Regions from separate parts of the Mus musculus genome. Here all the other regions are linked to region 2. A link is a contact called in public Hi-C and HiChIP or PLAC-seq data. All regions are on one chromosome and are shown on one strand. The core of a region is the stretch at or near the end of the contact, and the rest is flanking DNA. Distances in the headings are between cores, read along the strand shown. Region 1 overlaps Mrps27 (mitochondrial ribosomal protein S27). Region 2 has its middle 70 kb from the start of Cartpt. Region 3 overlaps Map1b (microtubule-associated protein 1B).

Evidence for each region. Hi-C and Micro-C count contacts between places; a contact is called where the count stands out from the background. HiChIP or PLAC-seq counts read pairs in DNA pulled down with a chosen protein or histone mark.
Region 1: a FOXA1 HiChIP or PLAC-seq map of pancreatic cancer cells shows a contact between it and region 2. The contact joins two enhancer-like sites. A contact is called at or near these places in 5 of 484 Hi-C or Micro-C datasets (differentiating embryonic stem cells, embryonic stem cells, lateral ganglionic eminence and 2 more) and 7 of 115 datasets of contacts at active chromatin or transcription factors (the NIH/3T3 cell line, T-cell acute lymphoblastic leukemia, cardiomyocytes and 4 more).
Region 3: a contact with region 2 is called in a Hi-C map of muscle stem cells, with 2.9 times the contacts expected there. The contact joins two enhancer-like sites. A contact is called at or near these places in 1 of 39 promoter capture datasets (hippocampal neurons), 1 of 15 datasets of contacts at CTCF or cohesin (embryonic stem cells), 16 of 484 Hi-C or Micro-C datasets (the C2C12 cell line, the N1E-115 cell line, cerebellar granule neurons and 10 more), 24 of 115 datasets of contacts at active chromatin or transcription factors (SST interneurons, VIP interneurons, astrocytes and 14 more) and 3 of 9 other capture datasets (adipose tissue, embryonic stem cells and pancreatic islet).

Annotation. Positions count from the first base shown.
Region 1 is chr13:99,393,459-99,397,803 of GRCm38.p6, reverse strand. All of the region lies in intron 4 of Mrps27 (mitochondrial ribosomal protein S27), which reads right to left. Among named protein-coding and RNA genes, the nearest start is that of 6430562O15Rik, 17 kb to the left of the region's middle. Within about 2 kb of position 1,918, at least 21 of the 459 cell types and tissues checked have an H3K27ac peak or open chromatin away from gene starts, as enhancers often do. A contact at or near this core is called in pancreatic cancer cells, where this site is marked.
Region 2 is chr13:99,828,771-99,832,695 of GRCm38.p6, reverse strand. No RefSeq gene overlaps it. Among named protein-coding and RNA genes, the nearest start is that of Cartpt, 70 kb to the left of the region's middle. Within about 2 kb of position 2,330, at least 40 of the 459 cell types and tissues checked have an H3K27ac peak or open chromatin away from gene starts, as enhancers often do. A contact at or near this core is called in muscle stem cells and pancreatic cancer cells, where this site is marked.
Region 3 is chr13:99,439,492-99,443,725 of GRCm38.p6, reverse strand. Map1b (microtubule-associated protein 1B) reads left to right here. Exons shown (of 7, transcript NM_008634.2): 4 at 1,952-2,092. Among named protein-coding and RNA genes, the nearest start is that of 6430562O15Rik, 29 kb to the right of the region's middle. Within about 2 kb of position 1,920, at least 35 of the 459 cell types and tissues checked have an H3K27ac peak or open chromatin away from gene starts, as enhancers often do. A contact at or near this core is called in muscle stem cells, where this site is marked.

The DNA of each region.
Region 1 (4,345 bases), core at 669-3,168, 430 kb after region 2:
TCAAAAGGGAAAGGAAAAGGAAAAGGAGAAGGAGGAGGAGGAGGAGGAGGAGGAGGAAAAGGAAAAAGAAAAAGACCAGAGTGCGACTTTATAGTTATTTATGACCAACTGAATCATTTAATCAAAAACAACAAAACAGTGGGCTCTGGCTGTCCTTCCACAGGCATCAAATGACTCATTATCTTACAATGGCAAAGCGGCCACCCTCACCAGTCTTTAGGATCAACTACAAATGCTGCAGGCCTAAAGCACGGTGCCGGGGCCCACAGCCCTGCAGCAGCTAACACTTAGCTACAGCACAGGCTCTGCACACGGATGAGCAGGCTTTCCACATGGTTTCCCTGATTCTATGAGCCACCAGCCAAGCCTAGGCATACACACACTTGCCAGTTCCCAGTAGGTTCTGTATTCTGTGGCAACAGGCATTCCAGATGGGACTCTCGGCCTCTAAGTGAGGCAGACGTGGAGGAGGGGCAGTAGAGAAGGCTGCCAAGGAGAAGATTCGGCCAGTTCCATGGACTGTGGTGTGGAGTGTGAATCAATTCATAATGCCAAGCTTGCAGTTATCAAAAGGATCAAGCACTTCCACTAAAAGCTAGTGTGTGACTGACCCACTGATTCAGTTGTCACTGCCCTCTTTCTTATCCTAAAAAGGCAATTAGAAAGATAATTACTTTCTTTTCTATCCTGCAGGAAATTCTGCTTTCAGAATTGTTAATTTCAGAATTCACAATCTTCGATGATTCTTTCAGTTATCACAAATACAAAATGGAAATATCACTACTACAGATTAAAATTCCTTTGTTGCTTGAGATCCCACATTTTATGCTTATGGAAGTTTCAGTTAATTTAACTTTCAATAAACATATGGTGAAGCTCTATTAAATGAATGTACTATGTTTTAAAAGATGTCTCCCTATCCCATTACCAAAGGCTAATACAAAGCCTGGACGTGAACACCTACAATTTACTAGCTACCCCTAGTAGATGAAATAAATGTAAGTGATTAGATATCTAGGTGGGTTTCTGAGTTGGGTTTACAGAGCTGTGATGCTCGAAGCCTGAAGTTCCAATCTTTCATTACCACTGTAACCTGACAGATGACACCACAATGAAGACACAAGTGACTTCCATTATCTGAGAAGTCACCTTTGCAGTATATAAGAGAAAAAAGTCCCCTTTGCAGTATAAAACACCGTGAGAGGAAGGCTCTGATGGCAAATGGGACCTGGGTCACTATAGTGTAGGTTGCAGATCTACATTTCTAAATCCAGGAGACAGATAACACACCCATGAAAAGACTATCCATCAGTAGTGGCCCTGTGTGAGGTACAATGACCCAAATTCCACCCCTGCTGGTCTAACAATACCTCTAACTCTAGTCTGGACATAAAACCTCCCCTCGCCTCCCCCACCCCCCGCCCAATACAGAAAAATATTAACTGTAGTCAGACTGTGTGCTACTTCGGCTCCTTCTTTCATGAGACCTAAGGGAGCCATTCAGAACAAAGTCTGTTGTTCTTTGATACTGAGTTTATCTGCTTCCAAAAGTCAGTGTGATTGACCAGACCAGGGAATTATGGGGAGAGAAAAAAAAATATTTATGCTGTGATTACTGATGCTCTTGATGGTGTCCCCAAAGAAGAAACACTTCTGTCTCTTTGGCCATCAATTGGAATTGCACCAGGAACCACTCTGGAGACTGTTACACAGGCCTGCTCACAGGTTAGCTTTAAGTACCCTGGAAGCCTGAGGGGGAAGCTAAAAGGAGAGGGTTTCTGGGTAGGTGAGGCAGCAAGCTAAGGAAAACTGGATCCTGGAACTAATCTTTATAAAAGCAAAGGGCTCTAGACAAACACTACAAAGTCAAGAAAGGTGGAACTAAGGCAGGAAACCCACACACTGATTAGTCATGGCTACACAGGAATAACTCTGAGGAAGGGGAAGGGAGACAGAAGGCAAAGAAAGTCAGCAGGATTAGCGGTCTGACTGACTGGAGAGAGGTCAGTGTTTCCAGAGACTCTCAAGCAGGCAGGGTCTGTGTGCCGCAGCGGAGGAGGAGATGAGGCACACGGTTGCAATGGCACAGAAGCCGGCGCGGGCGGGCAGACCTGACGTGGCTGCGGGGGATTACAGATGTCTTCGGCCATTTCTGAGGGGGAGAAGGTTCAGCACTAATCTGGGTTTCTTAAGAACCTGACTTTTTTCTCTCAGATACAGAAGAAAAGCATCTCTCAGAGCTCGCAGCATACTGATTCTCCCAGGGTGTAGCAGAGCCAAATCCCTGAGGATTTATTTTCCTCTAGCATGAAAGGAAGACTGGACTCGTTTTCAGCCTCACTATCCAGTCAGAGTCACACTATTTTTGTAACTACCAACCTCTCCTATTTCCCCCAATAAACTTTTAGCCCCCCCCCCCACTAAGCTCTTAGGCTCCCCCTCAACACACACAAAGCTCTTAGGCACCTCTCTCTCTTTCTCTCTCTCTTTCTCTCTCTCTCTCTCTCTCTCTCTCTCTCTCTCTCTCACACACACACACACACACTAAACTCTAAGGCTCTTTCACAGGCAGGAGACATGTCATCTCTTACTGCAAAGTCTTAGGTACTTAAGGATGTGGCGACAGTGGCTAGGCACACTAGGGTTTACCAATGCAAATATATATGCTGACACCTGTGAACATTGTGCGTATGGAAACAGCCTCCACTGCCATTTGTGAACATTGTGCGTATGGAAACAGCCTCCACTGCCATTTGTGAACATTGTGCATATGGAAACAGCCTCCTCGGACAGTTTTGAGTACCATCCTGCCTATAGTCAGCTGAAGCCAGGAGGAAACACTGCCTTTTTCCTACAAAGCAGGAGGAGATCCCCCTCGTGGCAGAGGAAGCACAGTAACAGGAAAACCACCCTTCCTTCTTCCTTCCTCCTTCCTCCCCTACTGCTTCCTTTGCACAATCCACAGAAGAAGGGTGACAGGATTCTGCCTTAGGGAACAGAGGTGCTGGCAGGGATGAACCAAAAGGAATGCTGGCAGAAGACAGGGTTCAAGGGTTCAAAGAACCCTCTTAAACTTTTAATCAAAACCACTCAGGCTCTTTGACACTGAACAATGCTTTAAAAGGGCTTTCCCTGGAACAAAAAGAAGAAATCACACCCAAAAGAAGTAGATGGAGAGAAATAATCAAACTCAGAGCTGAAATCAATAAAGTAGAAACAAACAAAACAAAAAACCCAAAGAATCGATGAAATAAAGAGTTGGGATTTTTTTGAAAAAAAAAAATCAATAAAATTAACAACTCTTATTCAAATTAACTAATAAGAGAGAGAATATCCAAATTAAAAAAAAAAAAGAAATGAAAAGGGGACATAACAACAGACACAGAAATCCAGAGAATCTTTTTTTTTTTTTTTTTTTTTGGTTTTTCGAGACAGGGTTTCTCTGTGCATCCCTGGCTGTCCTGGAACTCACTCTTTAGACCAGGCTGGCCTCAAACTCAGAAATCCGCCTGCCTCTGCCTCCCGAGTGCTGGGATTAAAGGTGTGCGCCACTACCGCCCAACTAGAAATGCAGAGAATCTTAAGGGCGCACGTTAAAACTGTTTTACCGGCGGCAGCGATCTACTGTATAAACGAACTGAAAGACAAAAACACAGGATCACCTCATTAGATACTGAAATGCCTTTCACAAAGTCCAACACTCCTTCATAATAAAATTCCTGGAGAAACTAGAGACATGGGGACATACCTCAACATAAAAAGGACATTTACAGCAAGTCCACAGCCAACATCAACTTAACTAGAGAGAAACTCAAAGCAATTCCACTAAGATCAGGAACAAGACAAAGCTGTTGATGTGGAGAGCTGTGCATGCTAGGCAGATGCTTGGGCCTGAGGACATCCTTAACTCATGGCAGAGATGACAGGGACATCAGAGCCTGCAAGCTGGCACCTAAAACTTAAAGTAAATGATATAATCATAAAAGTTAAACCAAGTTTCCCCCAAGTAATTTTAATTGAAGCTCAAGTTTTGTAGGAAATAAAATGTTTCAACAATTGACTAGTCTGTTAGCAAAGCTATTAATAAATTTTGTTCTTTCTGTAACTGTATACTGTACATTTTGGTAGCTCTGCCCATCTTCTCCCATTTCTCTCCTACTCACACCAGCTCCTTCCGTAGCCCTGTACATTTCTTTCCCCATTCATTAGTCCCTCTGTTTGATCCAGTGTTTAGAACAAACTCGCAGAGCTTGGTGGGCTCCACAGTAGGTATACACCCTACTATCACGTCTCCCCTCTCAGAATGAGTGCCAATAGCAGTATGTGGAATGGCCCCTGGGGCCCT
Region 2 (3,925 bases), core at 1,081-3,580:
GCAGACGTGCTGGATAGAGAGGGCAATAAAAATGGCATCTAGAAGGAGTTTAGAATTAACAAGGACCAAGAGCTACAGAGCAGTGTAAGCAATAAGGGAAACCAAAACAAGAGAGGAGAAAAAAACAGACAAAAAACTGTGTTCCAAGATAGAGCATCATGAAACCAGGCTAAGGTCCCCAGGTAAGGTGGCAGCAATGAGTGACATCAACTGCCCGAGACGTAACAGAAAGCTCAGGTCTACATCAAGGGAGGGTCAGATTTGCAGAAGGGCTTTGTGAATTTACAACATGGAGATTAACAGGAAGAATCCTTTTCTCTGAAGTAGACAACATCAAAGCTTCTCTATTGATCTGGGGCAAATAATTACAGTGGCCCTGTAAGAAGAGTTGATGGACTCCCAACTACAAGTCCAGGTCTGATTTATGAAACCTCCCTTGTCTCCAGTACATGGCCTCAGGACACAGCAGCAACTAATAACATTTAATTAAAACACATAAAACAGAGCATCAATGACAGCATGTGTCAAAATCAATAAAATGCTAATTTCTAAAGATTGTACTTATAAAGAGTCCATGGGGTCAGTGGCAAGGTATTACACAACAAAGAGCCTTTGTGAGAGGCTAGCTTCTATTTTCTGGATCTGACATCTTGACCTGGAGATGCCCTGGTTCAAATCCCTCATTATTCAGAAGATGTACAGAGCTATAGCGAACAGAATTTTATAAAATAATTTGGGCAATAATCTAGGTTTTAGATTGACATTCTTCATTCCTCCAGTGAGCCCCAGTACTTAAAAATATTAAGTTATTGTTGCTATTATGACTATTACTATTATTATTCTGTATGAGTTATACATGGTACCACAGTGCATGTGGAGGTCAGAGGACGACTTTTTGGTGTCAGTCCATCCTCTATGGGAACTGAGGATTAGACTCTGCATCCGACTTCTGCAGAGGTCATCACACTTCTGCAGTAAGCTCTTTTACTGGGTGAAGCATCTTATCAGTGTCATCAAGAGGGATGCCTCAATCCCCTAGCTTAAGTTGATGGAGGGAATCTATTCAGAAGATATACATTTTCTTGTAATATACTCTCTTCCAAGATTGACTGTCTAAAGAAGTGCTTTTTAATTGGCAAGCTGAAGTGTGGTATTTCTAAGTAGAATTGCTTCATTGTGCCTTCGGGTCTCCTCCCAAAGCAATCCCAACTTTAGACTCGGAATCTACTTTCTCTTCCCAACACAAATTCTCATGGGGCAAGAAAGACTCTTCATGGTACAGATGAATCCATGTGGAACATAATTTAGTTCTTCAAGAACTGGAATTTTCTCCCTATCCAAATGAGACCACTTGGGTTAAGTGTTGGAAACCTGATTAGATTTTGTGGAGTTAGGATTTCCTGAGGTTTCCATCAGTTTGAAACACATGGTCTAAATTTTGGTCATGCAGTTCTAGAAATTGATTTTTCTTCTTCTTCTTCAAGAAGTTGCTTGGCACTGGTACCTTTAAGTCACATGAAAATGGGAGATGTTCCAAGTCTTAGTCACATCTGTACACTTTGGTGGAGTTTTATCAAATCACAGTGGTGAGTCACGTTTGGAGTGCAGAAGTGTGGAATGGAAATGATCACGGATGTTTAGACTTGAAAATGCCCAATTTCTAATTGGACTGAGTCAAAAATTACCTGGTTTTCCCTCCGCAAGTGCTAGAAAACAGGCTCCCTTCAGAGCAGCATGGCATGGGTCCCCACTTGTTTGTTTCTTTGCTGGAATTCTGGGAAGTAACTCTTTTTTTTAGTACTTTTTTTAAAAGATTTATTTATTTATTATATGTGTGTACACTGTAGCTGTCTTCAGATACTCTAGAAGAGGGCATCAGATTTTTGTTACGGATGGTTGTGAGCCACCATGTGGTTGCTGGGATTTGAACTCAGGACCTTTGGAAGAGCAGTCGGGGGATTTGAACTCAGGACCTTTGGAAGAGCAGTCGGTGCTCTTAACCGCTGAGCCATCTCACCAGCCCCGGGAAGTAACTCTTACAATGCAAAGTGAACAGCTACTATTGTGTTTAGAGTTGGTGAACTGATGAACATGGAAAACCAGGGAGTGTTCTACAGATCAGGTATAATCAGGATCTCTTCCACTTTCTGGGTAGAAGGGCATTGGGCTGCCAATCTTGTTCAAACAGGGAGTGACTAAAGGGCTTACTCTGCAGCCGAGCTTGCGTAAAAAAACTTCTTAGAGATTTATTTTGTACTAAGCATGAGTCATTTGTTCCCCAGAAAAACCCTGTAGTTGTTAGTGATTCTGTAGACTTCACTGATCTGAGTGTCAGCTGAGACACTCTAACTTTGTTCAGGCCATGAAGAAATAGAGTTGGAGCAAGCATAGTCTGACTCATAATCTGTGTGCTTGACTACTGGACGTCTCTACCTCTCAGCTGTGAGCATACTGTCTGTGACTTATATTTTGGGCCTCTCTGGAGAAACTAGTACAGATGTGGGCGGTACAGTTACTTGTGCTGGCTCATTTTTTTTTTAAATGTCAGTTTGACACAAACTAGAATCATTTTGGAAGAGGGAACCTCAACTGAGAAAATACCTCCACCAGATTGGCTTATGGGCAAGCATATGGTACATTTTCTTGGTTGCTGATTGATGTGAGAGGGCCCAACTCTCTGTGGGCAGTGCCACAGGCTTGTGGTTCTATTTCTATAAAAAAGCAATCTGAGCAACCCCAAATGAGCCAGCTTGTAAACAACACTCCTCCATGACCTGTGCATGAGTTTATGCATCCAGGTTCCTTCTTTGTGTTCCTACCCTGACTTCCTTAGATGTTGGATTATAAGGAATAAGCTGAAACAAACGTTTTCCTCCTTAGGCTGACTTTGTTTTGGTATTTTATCATAGCAATAGGAACTATAACTAAGATGCTTGTATAAAGGTTTTAGTTTCCAGTAATTACTGCAGAGTTTCCTGTGTAGCTGGAGACAGAATGACGCTAAGCAAATCTGCCAAGGCACTGAGAATCTGCTGGAGTTACTGCTGATAAAGGCAGGAAGAAGAGCTAAATGCCTATGCTCTGGTGCCTTGTGTTCGAACAACAGAACAGACCAGGTCTATTGGAAAAGTGGAATCTAGTTGCAAGGGAGCCTGCAGTAGAGACCTATATGGCCTATAGAGTAAAACCTATATTGAACTCAGAGGACACAAGAGTTCCTTGCTTAGGAATATTAGAAAGGCCAATTAAAACTATTCTTCTTTGTGACTAACAGTTTAAGTAGCCAAAAGAGACTGTATACTGAAAATAAACAATCAGTGGCTGAAAGAAAATCAGCTAATGAGATTTCAGTGTCTGGAGAGCTGGTGGGCATATAGGGTTGCAGGTCAACTTTGAGCATGAATGCCAAGTTAGGAGTTACAGGGGTTTAATCCTACTCAAGTTCGAGGAAAGTATTTGTGTCAGATTAACCAGGCTCTGAAGAGAGTTGATTAAAGAGAAAAATGCCAAATCACTTGAAAAAAAAAAGTTCTTAACTGTTGAAATAATACATGTTAATTATTTGAAAAGAACTTTATAAATAAATTCCTTCATTATACCAGGAATCCAGTTTAAGTGCTTATTGTGCATCAGATATGGGTAAGGCAGTTGAGATTCAACAAGAACAAGGTGGATAATCAGCTGCCCTTCAGATGCTCAAGTTTTAGCAGCAAGGGAGGTGGTGATATGGTAATATAATGATTGTGTGAAGCAGACAACTAATATGGGAGAACATAAGGCCTGTGGGGGAAAAATGGCACAAAATAAAGAGAAAAGAGAGCCGAGGTAATATGGAAGGGGCTGAGGTCTAACTGGAAAGGGTGGTTAGGGTAGATCTCTTTAGAAAGATGGCATAGAGAGAGGCTTTAGATACAGTCGGGTAGGA
Region 3 (4,234 bases), core at 671-3,170, 390 kb after region 2:
CGGTCAAGTTATCTTACTGCTTCGGTTTGCCCCTCCCTGTGAAGGAGATCATAATAGCCCCTGAATTTAATGCTCCTATGTAATGCTCTCTGAAGTGCTCAGGGCTTAGAAGAAGTGTGGCACATAGTGACTAAGATGTACATGCTGGCTCCTGCTGCTGTATCATTAGCATCACATGAGAATACTTACTACTAGAGAGAGTAATTGGCAATTTCAGGACCCACCCTGACATAAGAATTTGGAGGAAGCCAAGAGAATCTCTGGTCCCCTCAGGCCAAGCGTTGATAGAGCTCCTCTTCCACCTCCTCTGAGATAGAGTTGCTTCCTGAGCATTAAGGACCAAAGGCCCTGGCAACATCCTAGCCTAGGCTGTGTGTGTCTTCTGCCGGTGTCTTAGCAACTCTGACTATTCAGGTTTTCAAATTGGGATGTAATTCATGAACCATAGACTCATTCACTGAAAGTGTGTAGTTTTGTGGGTGTTTTTTTTTTAAGAATTATTATAAAAATGAGCAGTTTAACTCCAAAACATGCCTGTCACTCCCCAAAATTTCCTAAACCCATTAGCAGTTATCCCACTGCCCCTTAGCTTCTGACAATCCCTATTTTCTCTCTCCAGATTTTTTCCTGTCTTAGACATTTCATACAAATGGCATCATACAACATGTGGCCTCTTTTGTGGAGCTTAACTTAGCTTAGTGGCGTCATGATCTAGTCCAAGTGTAGCACGTTGGTCCCGCACTCCTTTCGACCATTGTGTGGCATCCTTTTGTAGACATCTGATAACTCATTTCTTAGTTTCTGCCACTTTCGTTGCTTTCGGTTTGGGGCTATCGTAATCGGGCCTGTTTTGACCTACTTCTGCGTGCAAAAGCTCTGACAATCCAATTAGGCATGAAGTCACAGAAAACCCAGGGGCACTTTCTGTCACCCAGAAGCCGGAGGGCTAGTATGTACCCAGGTAGACTGCCTAGCTGTGAAACAGGAGTTTTGTTTTGTTTTTTGTTTTTTGGTTGTTTTTTGTTTGTTTAAAAGCTTTTGTTGGAAGTATCAAGCTACTTTGTGGGCCACATGAGCCTGAGACAACTGCTTAGGTATGCATGCTTTTCTATGAGTGTGGCCTGTGGGGTTCATGGGCAGGGGTCATGGCCTGTTTAGTTTTGAATTTTCCCTGGTGCAGAACATGATGCAGGGCACGTAGTGTGTGCTAAACATTCATGAACTGAATTCAGAACCTTGGTTCAGAGGGTAGTGCTCCCGCAGAGGACAACTGGCCCCCCTCCCCCACCTCCCTGCCAGCAAAGGTTCTTTTGCGTAAGTTATTTTCAATTCAGTTTCTCAGATCGCCACTCAAGGGTCGCCTTTTCTTCTGTCCCCTGTCCCGTCAAGCTTCTTGATGCAAACGCTGCAGTCTGCATTTGTCATGGTGTGCTTGCTCTGGAAGGACTGCAAGAAAGGAATCCTGGGTAGGAACTTGAGGCCTGCTTGGAAACATGTCTTTTCTGAAGCTAGCTGGGTGACCTGGATTGGCATAGCCACAAGTCTCACCTGGCCTCATAGGCTGCAGGCTGCAGGCTGCTAGTAGATTCTTTATAACAGCTGTGGAACAAATGCTTGCCAGCTGTGAAGACCACTTTGAAAAGAGGAGGAGACTCAGGGAGAAAGTCAATAATACCCTGCTGTTTTGGGTTGAAGTAAAACTCTCAACACGGGATTCACTGGCACACTAATAACCACGATGATTAATTTTAGGAATAACTTACAGGCAGGGCTCTGTCCAGCACTCCCTGCCCCCACTCTCAGCTGAAGTAATTAGACACTCGGAATGAACGCGTTTGGTTGGCAGTAAGCTTCAGGCACAGTCATAGTGCCTGGGACTTGGGGGCGGGGAAGGGGACAGCTCGCTCTTACTCCGCACCCTCCCTTACTCTGTGCCTTCGCTGTGTTTCAGGTGCGTTTGATGATCACTGACGCTGCCCGCCATAAACTGCTGGTGCTCACCGGACAGTGCTTTGAGAACACTGGCGAGCTCATCCTGCAGTCTGGCTCTTTCTCCTTCCAGAACTTCATAGAGATTTTCACAGATCAAGAGGTGGGTTCCGGGCATCGTGTCTGGGCTATTGCTTGGATGTGTGGGGGAAGGTAGTAGGAGGGGCCTCTTTGAAATAAGCAAAACTATGGCCCAAAATTGCTTAGGCCTGGGATTGATCACTATTACGATCGATGGATGAGTGCAACCTCGGCCATTGTGCTGGAGGAGACGTCGGTGGGCACTGTGAGTGCATTTGGAATGGTCGTCATTAACGGATGGCAGAAGTGCTAGCGACACTAGAACCGACCGAACTCCAGGAGAAACACAGCTTTCCTGCTTTCTCAGAGATTTTTCCACAGATCTCTTGGACTTCAGCAGGATGAGAAGCTGGGGTGGGGTCCGGCCGGAGTGGACTGAGAGATGCACTTCCGGGAGCTACTGCAGTCAGAGCTGTCTCCCTGAGATGGCAGGCTTGGTGTGTCGTGTACTGGGAAGGACCATGTGTCTCCCAGCCTTCAGTCGTCCTCAGCCCCACGCTTCACAGAGAGGTCTCATGGCTTGGCCTCTCACAAACTGTCCGGCTTCATTCGGTTTCACCTAGAGGCCTTAGGAAAACCCTGGAGAGATGACACACCAGTTTTCCCTCTCCGCACGGAGACATAGGTCAGGGAGACAGCATGGAAGTGTGAAAAGGGACATTTCTATTCAGTGTGTGGAGCCCCAGTTTGTTCAGAGGGTGTGAGGTCATCTATATCTGGAGGCACATAGCACCAGCTCACCAGAGTGAGAAAGATCCCTGGCTGGCAAGTGGCTCCTTGCTCGGAGGCCTCTGTGCACACTCACAGCTAGCCTGTCTTCCCACTTTAAGGTGGAAGCTTTGCCTGTGTCTTTCTCTAGAGCTGGGCTTCCTCCACCCCCAGGGCTAAGCCAAATGCCCTGCTGTATCACAGCCACATTGCTCAATTGCCCTGAAATGCCAGGGAAAGAGCTATGATTTACCCTGGTGGGACTGCTGGGAAACTGTTGAATAGTCAATCAAATACCAGTTATTTTTCAAAATCTGTTCTTAGATCATGTGCTATAACAGGTACTTGGGCTTTTGTCTGGCATTCCAGATGTCAGCATCTTGTCCAAGGGATGGGATTGAGTTGTAGTGGCCAATCTCATGTAGGGTGGTTAAGTGATACAGCTGGTAAGATCAGCTCAGCCCTCAGCCTTTGGTTCATTTGCATGCACGTGGGTGCTTTCCCGAACTCCTGTACAGTTCTGTAGCTCCTTTGCCAAATAAAGGAAATGTGTAAGAAAAAGCATTTTCTCATTGCCAAGACTTTACACAAGGAGGTATCCATATGCCATTCATCTGGGCCCTAAGTAATCCCCTCTCTGAGAATGAAGAATGGTTTTATGAAGTTGCCACTTAAATCACTTTTTAAAGACCTAGCAATGGAATTTTTGTACAGTGGGCTGTGCGTGTGCCCAACTTTACCATTAATTACGAAGAAAAAGAAAGCCTTATCTAAAGACTTCAAGTTCTGTAGAAGGGACAGCGTCTCCAGGTTTGTAATCATAAATGTGGGTTCTGAGTGGCTTACACATTATTACATCCAGCAGCCACCACCGATGCCATGGACAGTCATATTCTCCTCTCCTACCCCACCTTCTCCAGAGGAAGCCATGCTCAGTGCACGTGAAAGGCTCGCCACAGTTTTAATAGACTAGATCAGGGTGGTGGGGTGGTGGGGTGGCAGGAAGTGGGGAAGGTAGAATTCGTGGCTACCCCCTGCCAAACCGAGGAACTCAGCCTATATTTCTTTTACCTAAATATTGAAGAAAGGTTGCTACAGCTAAAGTAGATTGAAAATTACTAGACTAGGGGCTGGAGAGGTGGTGCAGTGGTTAAGAGAACCAGCTACTCGTCCAGAGACCCGGGTTTGATTCCCAGCACCACCATGGCAGTTCACAACTTTCTGTGACTCCAGTGTCAGGGGACCCCACAACTTCTTCTTGCCTCCAAGGGCACTGGATCCATGTACTATACAGACATACACGCGGGCACAGTTAATAAAAATGTTTAAAAATCAGTAGAGTAGACCGATGGATACTCAGGTTTGGAGCTGTGGTTACCCGGAAGGTTTGCAGAATGACTCATTTGAGGTCATTTGCTGTTCAGTCTTGTTCCCTTTGTCCAACCCTTGAAACAAA